2 separate regions of the Mus musculus genome follow, and region 2 is linked to region 1. The links are chromatin contacts, called in public HiChIP or PLAC-seq maps. All regions are on one chromosome and are shown on one strand. The core of a region is the stretch at or near the end of the contact, and the rest is flanking DNA. Distances in the headings are between cores, read along the strand shown. Region 1 holds the start of Fam43a (family with sequence similarity 43, member A). Region 2 has its middle 80 kb from the start of Gm33502.

Region 1 (5,477 bases), core at 1,580-4,079:
GCATCATGGAGTAGGAGCTTTGGGGCCAGAGGAAGGTGTGTATTTCTAAAGGAAAATTCCTTTTTTGTTTTTTAGATATTAGGTTTCTTTAACTGTAAACAAAACACGACTTTCATACACTGCCCCCCCCCCCAAGAAGAGTTATTTGAGAAATTTGGCAAACTTTCAAGAGTTTGAGTCTGAGGTAAACAGCCCAAGCTCCCCTATCCGAAAGAACTGGGGGCAGGTAAAGTGGCATTGAAGCCTCCAACGTTTTGAAAGTGACTTTGTTAATGAGATATTGATGACAGAAAGAGGCCTTCCAGTCAGGGGGTCTGGAGAGGAAGTTAACCCCTCCTTCCCTAGCCCCAGCTGCCTCACAAACAGGAAACCGGCTGCTGGGCACCTCCAGCCCGCCCTTGGCCTTTTCCAACTTCAGCCAGCTCTCCCTCACCCACCTTTGTAGTGCTTCTCGCCCTCCCTGCCCCCCATCCCCCTGTTCACAACCTGAGCCACCTCTGAGCCAAAGCGCTGGGGCAACTAGCAAGAGGGAATAGCTTCCCCAGAAAACTCCAAAGTCGGGTCTGGGCTTCAAGTGCATCATTTTCCCTTTCCTGGAGGTTAGGGGGAATAGAACTACTGTTGGGGAGCCACTATGTGTATGTTGGGAGGGGCGCACAGAGAAGTCTTCTGGCAGCTTAGCCCGAGTAGGGCTCATCTAGGCTGGTGCTGTCAGCAGGGCCCGATGGGTTGCCAGGGCTGACAGGGGTGGCATCCAGGCCTCCGCCCTCGATGGAGCTCTCGCTGCCTGTGCTCTCGCCCGACAGCAGGCGTGTCACCCTTAAATCGGTCTCCAGGGTGCTCACGTCATTGCCAAAGCTAAGGTCGCCCAGGTCACTAATAAGCTGTGACAGTTGGGCCTTCATGTCTGAGGCACAGACTGACAGAGGAAGTGATGTCCCCGAGCTGGGGCCCAGCGAGACCCCGCCGTCCCCCAACGCCTCCTCGTGGCCATTTTCCAGCGGGTCCAGCAAGTCCTCACATTCCAACTGCATGGCCACCACCAGCGCCCTCTGCGCCTCAGCCTCTTCCTCTGCTGGATCCCCATCCCCCACACCGTCCTCTTCTTCCTCCTCCTCCAGGCAGTCCTCCAGATGCTCCTCTTCTTCCTCCTGCAGCTCCTCCTCTTGCTGTTCCCCAAGCAGGTCCTCGGTGATGGAGCCCAGCTTGGGAGCGCTGCGGCTGCGCTCCACTGGCGGCTTGTAGCAGCAAGGTCCGTGCAAGAGCAGCTTGCGCAGCGGCACTAGTGGGATGGTGTGTGCGCCCACCAACTCCTGCTGCTGGTGACGCGCATCATCCCGCCGCTTGAGACGTTTAAACTCTGCCAGAGCGTTGGCTGATGTCTGGTAAAGCAGCAGAGCCATGGCCTGAGCCTTCTCCGGCTTGGACACCAGCACCGCGTGGCAGCGTAGCATTACCGCCTTGTGCTTCAGCTCATGCCGGTATACCCAGGCGAAGACTTTGGGTAGCCGCGCGTCTGCCACACAGTAGGTGACGCGGTGCAGCAGGTAGAGGTGGCCGGGACGTCGCAGCGCTCGCTCCTCGGCATGCACCATGCGGATGCCTTGCGCACTCACGGTCAGCTTCATCTTAGTCCCTTGACGGCCGGCCTCACTCTTGCTCCAGATCTTGCCCACCGCTAGGTCAGTGCAACCGTCCCCGCGCGCCTGGATGGTGGTGGCATTCCCCAGGTAGAGCACAGTGTAAGTGGGGTCCTCGCTGGTGATGTGCAGCTTCTTGCGCTTGGAGCGGAACATGCTGCCCACCCGGCTGAGCGCGCCTTCCGGGCAGGCTCTCGCCAAGGAGCTGAGCGCGGAGTAGTGCAGGCTCACAGCGTAGCCCTTAGGCTTGGACGCCTGCCGCGGCGGCGCCTCGGCCAGCAGCTCGAACTTGTGCTTCTTCCACGGCAGCATCTCCGGAGGACGCCCGGGAGTGGCTGGGGCGGCGGTGGCCGAGCGCGGGGTGAGAGCCCCGCAGGGCCACCAACCCAGGCTACGCTTGGCCCGGGCAAGCTCGAAAAATAAAACTCAGGCTGGGAGGACCTCCGGGGCAGGGAGATGGAGGCAGGAGAGGCCAGATAGTGCTTGGGAACCCCGCAGGGACTGGGGTAGGATATTAGAAAAAAATATTCAGGAAAGAGAGAGAGAGAGAGAGAGAGAGAGAGAGAGAGAGAGAGAAGCCTAGATGAGGAGGACCAGGACAAAAGTCTCAAACAAGCAACAAAATAAGAGAGCGGAGCGGAAAATATTTTAGAAAAAGGCCAAATGAGTGCGTACAAATAAATAAAGGTGGGCGGCTCGGCCAAAGCAACCGGGATGGTGAGAGAAATAAGCTGGAACTCTTCTTCAGCGAACGTGACACACACACAAGTCTTGGGCCAGGGCCAGGAGCCGCGGAAACTACAGCAGTGCGCCCAGGGGCCGGTGCTCCCCACCCCCAGTGGGTGCAGAAGAGGGCGAGCCCCTTGGCTGGACTGGTCCCTGAATAAGCAGCTTGCCCCAAGTGTGGTCCGAGAGGTCTGGCTGGCCGCGGCGGGCCAAGCACAGCGGTCCCGCAGCTCACTGCATCCTCGCTCCGAGGGGACGCCGGAGACTCGCGCTCGGCCGTCTCGGCCAAGGTAGCGCGGGGTTCGGAGGGCAGGACGCGCACATCGTCCGCTCCGGGGACTGCCGCTACCTCATTGCTTCCCTCCGGGGGTGTCCGGCTCCGCTTCGGGGTTCTCGGCGATCTGCAGCGCGCCCTCTGTGGTCGTGCGCGCGGTAGCCGACTTGCTCGCTTCACATCATTGCCGTCCGGGAGGAAGATCTCGGGTTAATATAGGCCGGCACGAACCATTCACCGCGCGGACAGGGGAGGAGCACAGGAGAGGATCCCTTTAGGGCTGCGACGCCGGACGCAGTTCTGGTCTCTTAAAGGGACCAGGTTGCAGGCACTGGTCGAGAGAAGGGAAGACTAGTCCACTTAGGCAACCACGTTCCAAATTTACCAGCATCTCTTTTAGCTATAGAAACCAAAAGACCTGGAGTTACCCGATAGATAGCAAGAGGAACTTAAACTTTGACACTCCACCCTAGGCTAAATTGCAACTCGCTGAATAAGTCTACGTCTAGATCGAAACTTCTGGAGGAGGCGGTGGAAGTTGAGCTTGTAGGCTCTGGGGAAAATTGCGTAGTATTTTGTCGTTGTGGTGACTGTTGTTGTGTTCCTTCTGTGACAACTTCAAGAGAATTTGCAGGTTCTGTTTACTATTATTCTTTAATAATCATCTATTAAGGAAAATAAAGAGCCAGGCGGTGGTGGCGCACACCTTTAATCCCAGCACTTGGGAGGCAGAGGCAGGCGGATTTCTGAGTTCGAGACCAGCCTGGTCTACAGAGTGAGTTCCAGGAGAGCCAGGGCTACACAGAGAAACTGGGGGGGGGGGGGGGGGGAATCAGGAGGGGGGGGCAAACTATAAGAGAATCAATTTTTTGCCTGTTACTCTTCTCCTGGTGCCATTTATCCGCCGGTGAGCAGCAAGCAGGTAGTGGAAAGTTCGTGGTTAAGATGACTGCCATGAACAATATTGAACACAGTAGTGAATGGTCCCTAAGTTACTTGCTTCCAGTTTCCACCCCCGACCCAAACTGCCACAGACCCTCAGAGTAAGGCACTTTTTCGAGACATATGAAGTTTCTAAGTAAGGCTGTGCTGCTGTTTGTAGAGCCATCACTGATGCAATTTGGGTGACAATGCTTAGTAAAAACTCAGATGATACTTTTCATACTCTTTTTTCACGAGCTAACTGGACAACGTGGGGTTTGTTTGTTCCCCTTTATTTTCCCTCCCCTGAGACAGGATCTGGTTACCTCGATCAGGCTCTACGCACATTTGGATCCTCTTGTCTCCGTCTCCACATTGTGGCATGCACCACCATGTCTAGCTCTAGACAAGATACCCTCACTCGCCGGCTTGCCCCTCTGAACCCTCCACAACCTTCTGGACACCCAGGGGCCAACCAGTAAAAGCTAAACGACTTCTATTTGATGAATGAGACATCCGAGCAAACATATATATATATATATATATATATATATATATATATATATATTTTTTTTTTTTTTTTTTTTGCTGGGTTAACTTCAGCCAGAAAAGCCCAAAGTCCTATGAGAATCTGGGAAAAGAGAAAAGAGAGTTCCCAGTGACTAAGAAAATTAAAGAGGATCCAGGGAGCAAGCGATGTTTGAAAGATGATTTCCCCAAGTGGGAGGGGGATTGGAGGGCTCTCTGAGAGCAGAGGATGATGCAATGCCAAGATTAAAATGCAGACACTTGTATGAGATTCGACAGAGTCAGTGATAACAATAAAGAAATGTTTCCCCATCAAAGAAATGTCCTATAATGGATTTAAAACCCTCTCTCTCTGTAGGAAGAAATGGCCTTTTCCTGACTGGCCGTTAACGAGGGTCCTAGTGCCCAACTTGCCAGCTGTGTGGGTGGGCTAAGGCGGGGGGGGGGGGGGGAATACCAGACACCAGGATGGAACAAACCAGAATTATAATAATCCATCATGCCAACATTGATGTTTCTTTTCTGCCAAAGGGACTGCAATATTGTGCGTATTTGTGTGTGCACACAATAGAAATTATTGTTCAATGCCAATAATGACAACTTGCAAATTCGAAAGAACAAAATATTCTGGGGAAAGCATGCCAACTTAGCCTTCAGCTGAGTGATCCTCTATAATCCCCAACTCTAAATTCTAAACTAGAGCCCATATCCAAGAAGTTAACATTGCCAAGTGTCCAGGATGTCTGAGGGCCAGAAGGGCTTCGGGGAGCAAAAAGAGGACCAAAGCTGGTCTCATCTCCAATGAAGGTATGACTATGGGCTACACCCAGTTACAGAGAAACCAGAGAGAAGCAGCGATAAGGAAGCATCCACTACAGCTCTCTGGTGGCAGCCAGAGCACCAGTCTCAGAGGTACAGGCTGTGTCATGCCTAACTACCTGTTTAATAAGCTTGTTTCGATCTTGGAAGAGCAGAAAGGTTCTAGGTGAATGGGAACACCCCATGTGTGAGTCACGTCCTGGGCTTGTGCTCTAAGACCCAGGAAGGAAGAAACCTTTATATCTCCTGCAGACCTGGACCTTGGATAGCCTTTGGGGGGTCTACCTACCTTGCCGTCTGGAGAACCTGGCCAGCCTCGCTGAACTCTGAGGTCGCAGACCCTCGGTGAGAGGGAGGAGCAGATGACAAGCAGGTTCACAGAGAACCGCTCAGCAGGGTCCTTGGAGAAACTGGTTAGACACTATGGGCTGAATTTTCAATGACGCTACTCCATCTACTGGCGGCAGGCGGAAGTGCCGCTTGGTGAGGTTGTTTCTCACAAAACTGGACAAGCCGGCGATTGAATCAATACACCAAGTCACAGCTGAAAAGAAACGCTGCCAGCAGGA
Region 2 (5,477 bases), core at 1,831-4,330, 110 kb before region 1:
CATATATATATGTATGTATATATATGTATATATGTATATATACACACGCACACATATATACACACATATACACACACATATATACATATATATATACACCCATATATACATGCATATATATACACACATATACACACACATAGATACACACACATACACACACACACATATATATACACACACATATATACACACACATATATATATACATATATATATACACACACACACACATATATATATACACACACACATATATATATATATATACACACACATACACACATATACACACACACATATATCAGTATATCTCTCAGACACACATATATCAGTATATCTCACTATATATATATCTATCCTCCATCAGACCTCCCTCTCCCCTACACCTTTGGCAAACTTTTGTCTATTTATAGCTTTTAAAGACCATTTTACTTTATGCATAGTTTTGTTTATATTTAGTTGTCTCTAAGTAGTAAATAATTTAGTAACCAATAATTTCTCAAGTCTTAATTTTATTTACTATCCTATACCTGTAAGAGATGGGGGAGATAGTTCAGAGGGTAAGAGGGATGAGGTTTTTAAATTACAAATACTCTTTGCACATAAACACAGTCTATCTGTTACATAGTATTTGTATATACTAAATTTAGTGGTATGTCGCTATAGCTCACTCACCTTTACTGTCACAATTTATGTATCTAATTTCATGTTGTCTTGGGGTTGCCATTGCTATGATGAAACACCATGACCAAAACAAGTTAGGGAGGAAAAGATTTATTTGGCTTACGATTCCACGTCACGGTTCCTCATCAAAGGAACCCAGGGCAGAAACTTAAACAGGGCAGGAACCTGGAGGCCATGGAGGTGACCATGAGCAAGGTTACTGGCTTGCTCAGCCTGCTTTCTTACAGAAGCCAGAACCACCAGCCCAGGGGTGGCCCCACCCACCATGGAATGAGCTCTCCTGCAGCAATCACTAATTAAGAAAATGCCCCATAGGCTTGCCTTCTGGAGGCGTTTTTTTGTTTTTCTGGGGGTTTTTTGTTTTGTTTTGTTTTGGGGGGGTTGTTTGTTGTTTTGTTTTGTTTTCCTCAGAGGAGGTTTCCTTCTCTCTGATGACTCTAGCCTATGTCAGGCTGAGATAAAACAAGTCAGGATACAGGTCAAAGGGCATGGTTGTTTCTGCCCCTCCCCACCCCCTTCCTTTAATAGGAGGAATGCTGCTGTTACTTGGCTGTATAAAAACAGCATTTTTCTCATGTGTATGACTAGTGGTGAAATTGCCGGGTCACTGAATGCATTGCAATTTTGTAAGATAATTGCTAAATTACTTGTCAAAATAATTATACCAATTTGTACCTCAGTGAGGACAATACAGAAGATCCAGTTAATGAAAATATTCTCCCGCCCACGTCTTCTCGGACTTTGCCTTTCCTGTCATCAGTGCATGCACACAGCAGTGAGAATAAATTGCTAAACTATTTTAATGTAGAAATACCTACTAAAATTTTTAAATGGAACTGCTTTTTAATTCAGGAGAATTACATTGTAAAAAATATTTTAATCATATTTATCTATTTATGTGTATGTGTGTGCTCACACACATGTGCCAAGGTGTGTAGAGGAAGTCAGAGGACAATTTGCAGGAAATCAGTTGTCTTTTTCCACCGTGTGGGACCTGGGGATAGAAGTTGGGTTGCTGGGTTTGGCACAAGCTCCTTTACCCACCGAGCCATCTCACTGGCCCCCAAGGCATTGTTTTTGAGCATCTGTGTTCTGCTAAAAATAAATGTTAAAGTAAGTACAGAGGAGTGAACTTTTTTTTTTTTTTTAGGATTTTTAGTGTTTATTTCTCCTTTTTTTTTCCTCTTTTCTTTCTTCTTTTTTATTAGATATTTTCTTTATATACATTTCAAATGCTATCCCAAAAGTTCCCCCATACCCTCTGTCTTAGTCAGGGTTTCTATTCCTACACAAACATCATGACCAAGAAGCAAGTTGGGGAGGAAAGGGTTTATTCAGCTTACATTTCCACATTGCTGTTCATCACCAAAGGAAGTCAGGACTGGAACTCAAGCAGGTCAGGAAGCAGGAGCTGATGCAGAGGCCATGGAGGGATGTTCTTTACTGGCTTGCCTCACCTGGCTTGCTCAGCCTGCTCTCTTATAGAACCCAAGACTACCAGCCCAGAGATGGTCCCACCCACAAGGGGCCTTTCCCCCTTGATCACTAATTGAGAAAATGCCTTACAGTTGGATCTCATGGAGGCATTTCCTCAACTGAAGCTCCTTTCTCTGTGATAACTCCAGCTGTGTCAAGTTGACACAAAACTAGCCAGTACACCCTCCCTCTGCCCTGCTCCCCTACCCACCCACTCCCACTTCTTGGCCCTGGCATTCCCCTGTACTGTGGCATATAAAGTTTGCAATACCAATGGGCCTCTCTTTGCAGTGATGGCCGACTAGGCCATCTTTTGATGCATATGCAGCTAGAGTCAAGAGCTCCGGGGTACTGGTTAGTTCATATTGATGTTCCACCTATAGGGTTGCAGACCCCTTCAGCTCCTTAGGTGCTTTCTCTAGCTTCTCCATTGGGAGCCCTGTGTTCCATCTTATAGATGACTGTGAGCATCCACTTCTGTATTTGCCAGGCACTGGCATAGCCTCATACGAGACAGCTATAACAGGGTCCCTTCAGCAAAATCTTTCTGGCATATGCAATAGTGTCTGCGTTTGGTGGCTGATTATAGGATGAATCCCCTGGTGGGGCACAGGAGTGAATATTAAGAACAGCTACTGTGTCTCCTTTTCTTTCATATTAATAAAAGTTTGAAATAATTGAAATATCCATCAGTGAGAAACTGGTTGGCTAAATTATGGGAGCTCTGTATGCAGATTAAAATACAGTTGTGAGCAACACCGTTGAGGTAGACAGAGGCGCTTGCAGAATGGTGTGAAGTGAGTGTGGGTGTGGGGTGGCCACCCTTGAGCTTTTAGAGAGCGAGGGGGGCGCTACAGATGCACTTACTTGTTTGTGAAGACAAAAGGAACAGGCCTCAGGCACACACTCTGAGGAGCTCAGGAGTGTGGAACTGGAGAGAGGGGCAGGGAGCAGAAGGTGACCTTGCCAAGGCTGTAACTCCAGTCCCTGCAGCAGCCTTTTCCAGGCCTTCAGTCTGCTCTTCTGCCGCCACCACCTCTCTGCCTCCCATGGTTCAGTCTTCATATCCCCAACACAATAAGATCCAAACCCCTATCCTGCCATTTAATACTGCCGGGAGCTGGAGCAGCCAACATCTCTACCAAGCTCCGTGCGTAGAAAGTGTAGCCAGTTACATTCGATCCTCCTCCTTGCCCGGCTACTCTGCCGCCCGCCCTCCCTCTGCCTGAAACCCTGTTTGTTCTTCAGAACCTGGCCAAAGGCCTGAAGCTACTGTGGTTCTTCTGAGAAACAGGAGCTAAATGCTTGGACTGTGCAGAACAGATGCAGGGGCCTCAGCAGGTAGCGCCGTCGCAGCTTTCCCTCGAGGGGCGCAGCCTACAAATAACCCTGACCCAATTCGGTCTGGGACTCAAAATTCCAGGAGGGAGACCTCCAAACACCTTGCTCCTTGTTTTGCTCAGGAGATGTTATTTTTAAAACAAGTCTCATCTTTCCCAGTTCTGTATCAGCTAAGAAAAGACAAAGGAATAAGACAAACGGAGATAAAGATCTGTGGATCGGGGGATACACCTTTCTCTGCGGAACTTTTAAAGTAGAGACCTGATGGCTGGGCCAAGGGCACAAGATTCCTGGAGATCGGCCGTGGGGCCTCCAGTAGACAACCCACCCAACAGGAAATGAGAAGAACCACAAGGCCCAACCACTGTTTACTTTCCAATAACCAGGTGAACTTGCTCCTCCGTCCCTGGAGAGAGAAGCCAGAGGTGTCACTCTTCTCTACATGGGAGGATGTATGACCTTGCTCAGAAGGTTGGGCCCTGTCCCGAGAGGAGGGGGGGATCCTGTTGGGCAAGTTGGACGTCCACACCCCTGCAGATCTCCCTCCAGGGTACAGGTGTCCCCAGAAAGGCCACCAGTGTCAGCTTTACTGTTCAACCTGAGCCTGTGCCTTGCTCTACAGAACACCTCAACACTCTCTCATGTCCCTATCTGAGTGGGCAGGTAGACAGGACAATGATATAGACACAGGGCCCAGTAGACAAGAGTAAATGACCCAAGGTGACAGAGATGGCACAGTCATGACTCCCAGGGGCTACCTCTGAGCTCTTCCTTCCAACCCCTTCCTCCTGACCTGGAAGAGGCAGGCAGGAGTGAAGAAGAAAGAGTCTCTTGTGGGAGACTGAGTTCAGCTTCTTTGAGGTGAGAGGCTAGCCCTCAACCTGTGTCCCTAACCCTGAGTCCTTGTGGCCTATGCCTGTATCCCAGGCAGTGCCCCAGGATCCCGACTCTGTACTGCAAGGACAGGAGAGAGCAGCAGCTTGACCCACTATCTAGGGGCCTATACTAAGAGGAAAGTCATAGATACAGCCTTTTCCCCAGGTCTCTGAAAATGCCGCTGTAGTCATCTGAGCTCAAAGAGGGTTTCTGCTCCTCTAAAGGCAGGTGTCTTGACATAGGAGGCTGCCATCCAGAGCGCTGATTTTGTAGACCGAAAGACTTGGATTATAGGAGTTGCTGATTGGAGGGGAAAAGAAGCAGTAAAGCTGGGATGAGCACATAGAACAACATCAGGAAGGCGAGGAGGAAGCTGTGGGTGAGTTTTAAAGGCAGTTCCAACCCAAGGCTCTAGAGCAGTGGCTCTCAACCTTCCTGATACTGCGACCCTTTAATACAGTTCCTCACGCTATAGTAGCCCCCAACCGTAAAATTATTCTCAATGTTACTTCATAACTGTAGTTTTGCTGCTGTTATGAATCATAATGTAAATATCTGTGTTTTCCTGACAGTCTTAGGCTACCCTTGCTGCAAAGGTCTTGGGATACCCGCAAAGAGGTTACGGCCCAGAGATCGAGCCCTGCTGATGTCAAGTTTCCCTCCAGCGTTTTCATTTATTGATGGAGAACTTGGACAATTTGTTACCCGTTACTGACGAAGTCAGAGTGTACTCGTCTGTCAGCGTATTTTCTTAAACACAAACAACAAACAAAAACACATTTATTTATTTATTTATTTATTTATTTATTTATTTATATGTGTGCATGTAAGTACATAAGCTCATGTGTGTGTCATATATAGCACACATGTGGAAGCCAGAGGACAGCTGGTTGGAACTGGTTCTCGTCTACCATGTGGGTTCTGGGAATGAAATTTCAGTTGTCAGGCTTGGCAACAGACACTTTTACCCTCTCAGCGACCTCACTGGCCCTCCCCAAGTACTCTGACTGCATCCCTTTACAGAGCTTTATAGCCCCCGTTCTCACTGTATCCTGAATAAATCTATATAATGAAGTACCCGAGCTAAGGGTCACACA

What was found. HiChIP or PLAC-seq counts read pairs in DNA pulled down with a chosen protein or histone mark.
Region 2: a contact with region 1 is called in an H3K27ac HiChIP or PLAC-seq map of embryonic stem cells, with 9 read pairs. The contact joins the enhancer-like site here to the promoter of Fam43a in region 1. A contact is called at or near these places in 17 of 39 promoter capture datasets (the 3T3-L1 cell line, 3T3-L1-derived adipocytes, cranial neural crest and 10 more), 1 of 15 datasets of contacts at CTCF or cohesin (large pre-B cells), 18 of 484 Hi-C or Micro-C datasets (the 3T3-L1 cell line, 3T3-L1-derived adipocytes, the Patski cell line and 7 more), 15 of 115 datasets of contacts at active chromatin or transcription factors (CD8 T cells, the NIH/3T3 cell line, the SCID.adh cell line and 8 more) and 3 of 9 other capture datasets (adipose tissue, embryonic stem cells and pancreatic islet).

What each region holds. Positions count from the first base shown.
Region 1 is chr16:30,597,075-30,602,551 of GRCm38.p6, reverse strand. Fam43a (family with sequence similarity 43, member A) reads right to left here and starts at 2,829. Exons shown (of 1, transcript NM_177632.3): 1 at 1-2,829. The coding sequence starts at 1,952. The coding sequence ends at 678.
Region 2 is chr16:30,710,389-30,715,865 of GRCm38.p6, reverse strand. No RefSeq gene overlaps it. Among named protein-coding and RNA genes, the nearest start is that of Gm33502, 80 kb to the left of the region's middle. Within about 2 kb of position 3,080, at least 2 of the 459 cell types and tissues checked have an H3K27ac peak or open chromatin away from gene starts, as enhancers often do. A contact at or near this core is called in embryonic stem cells, where this site is marked.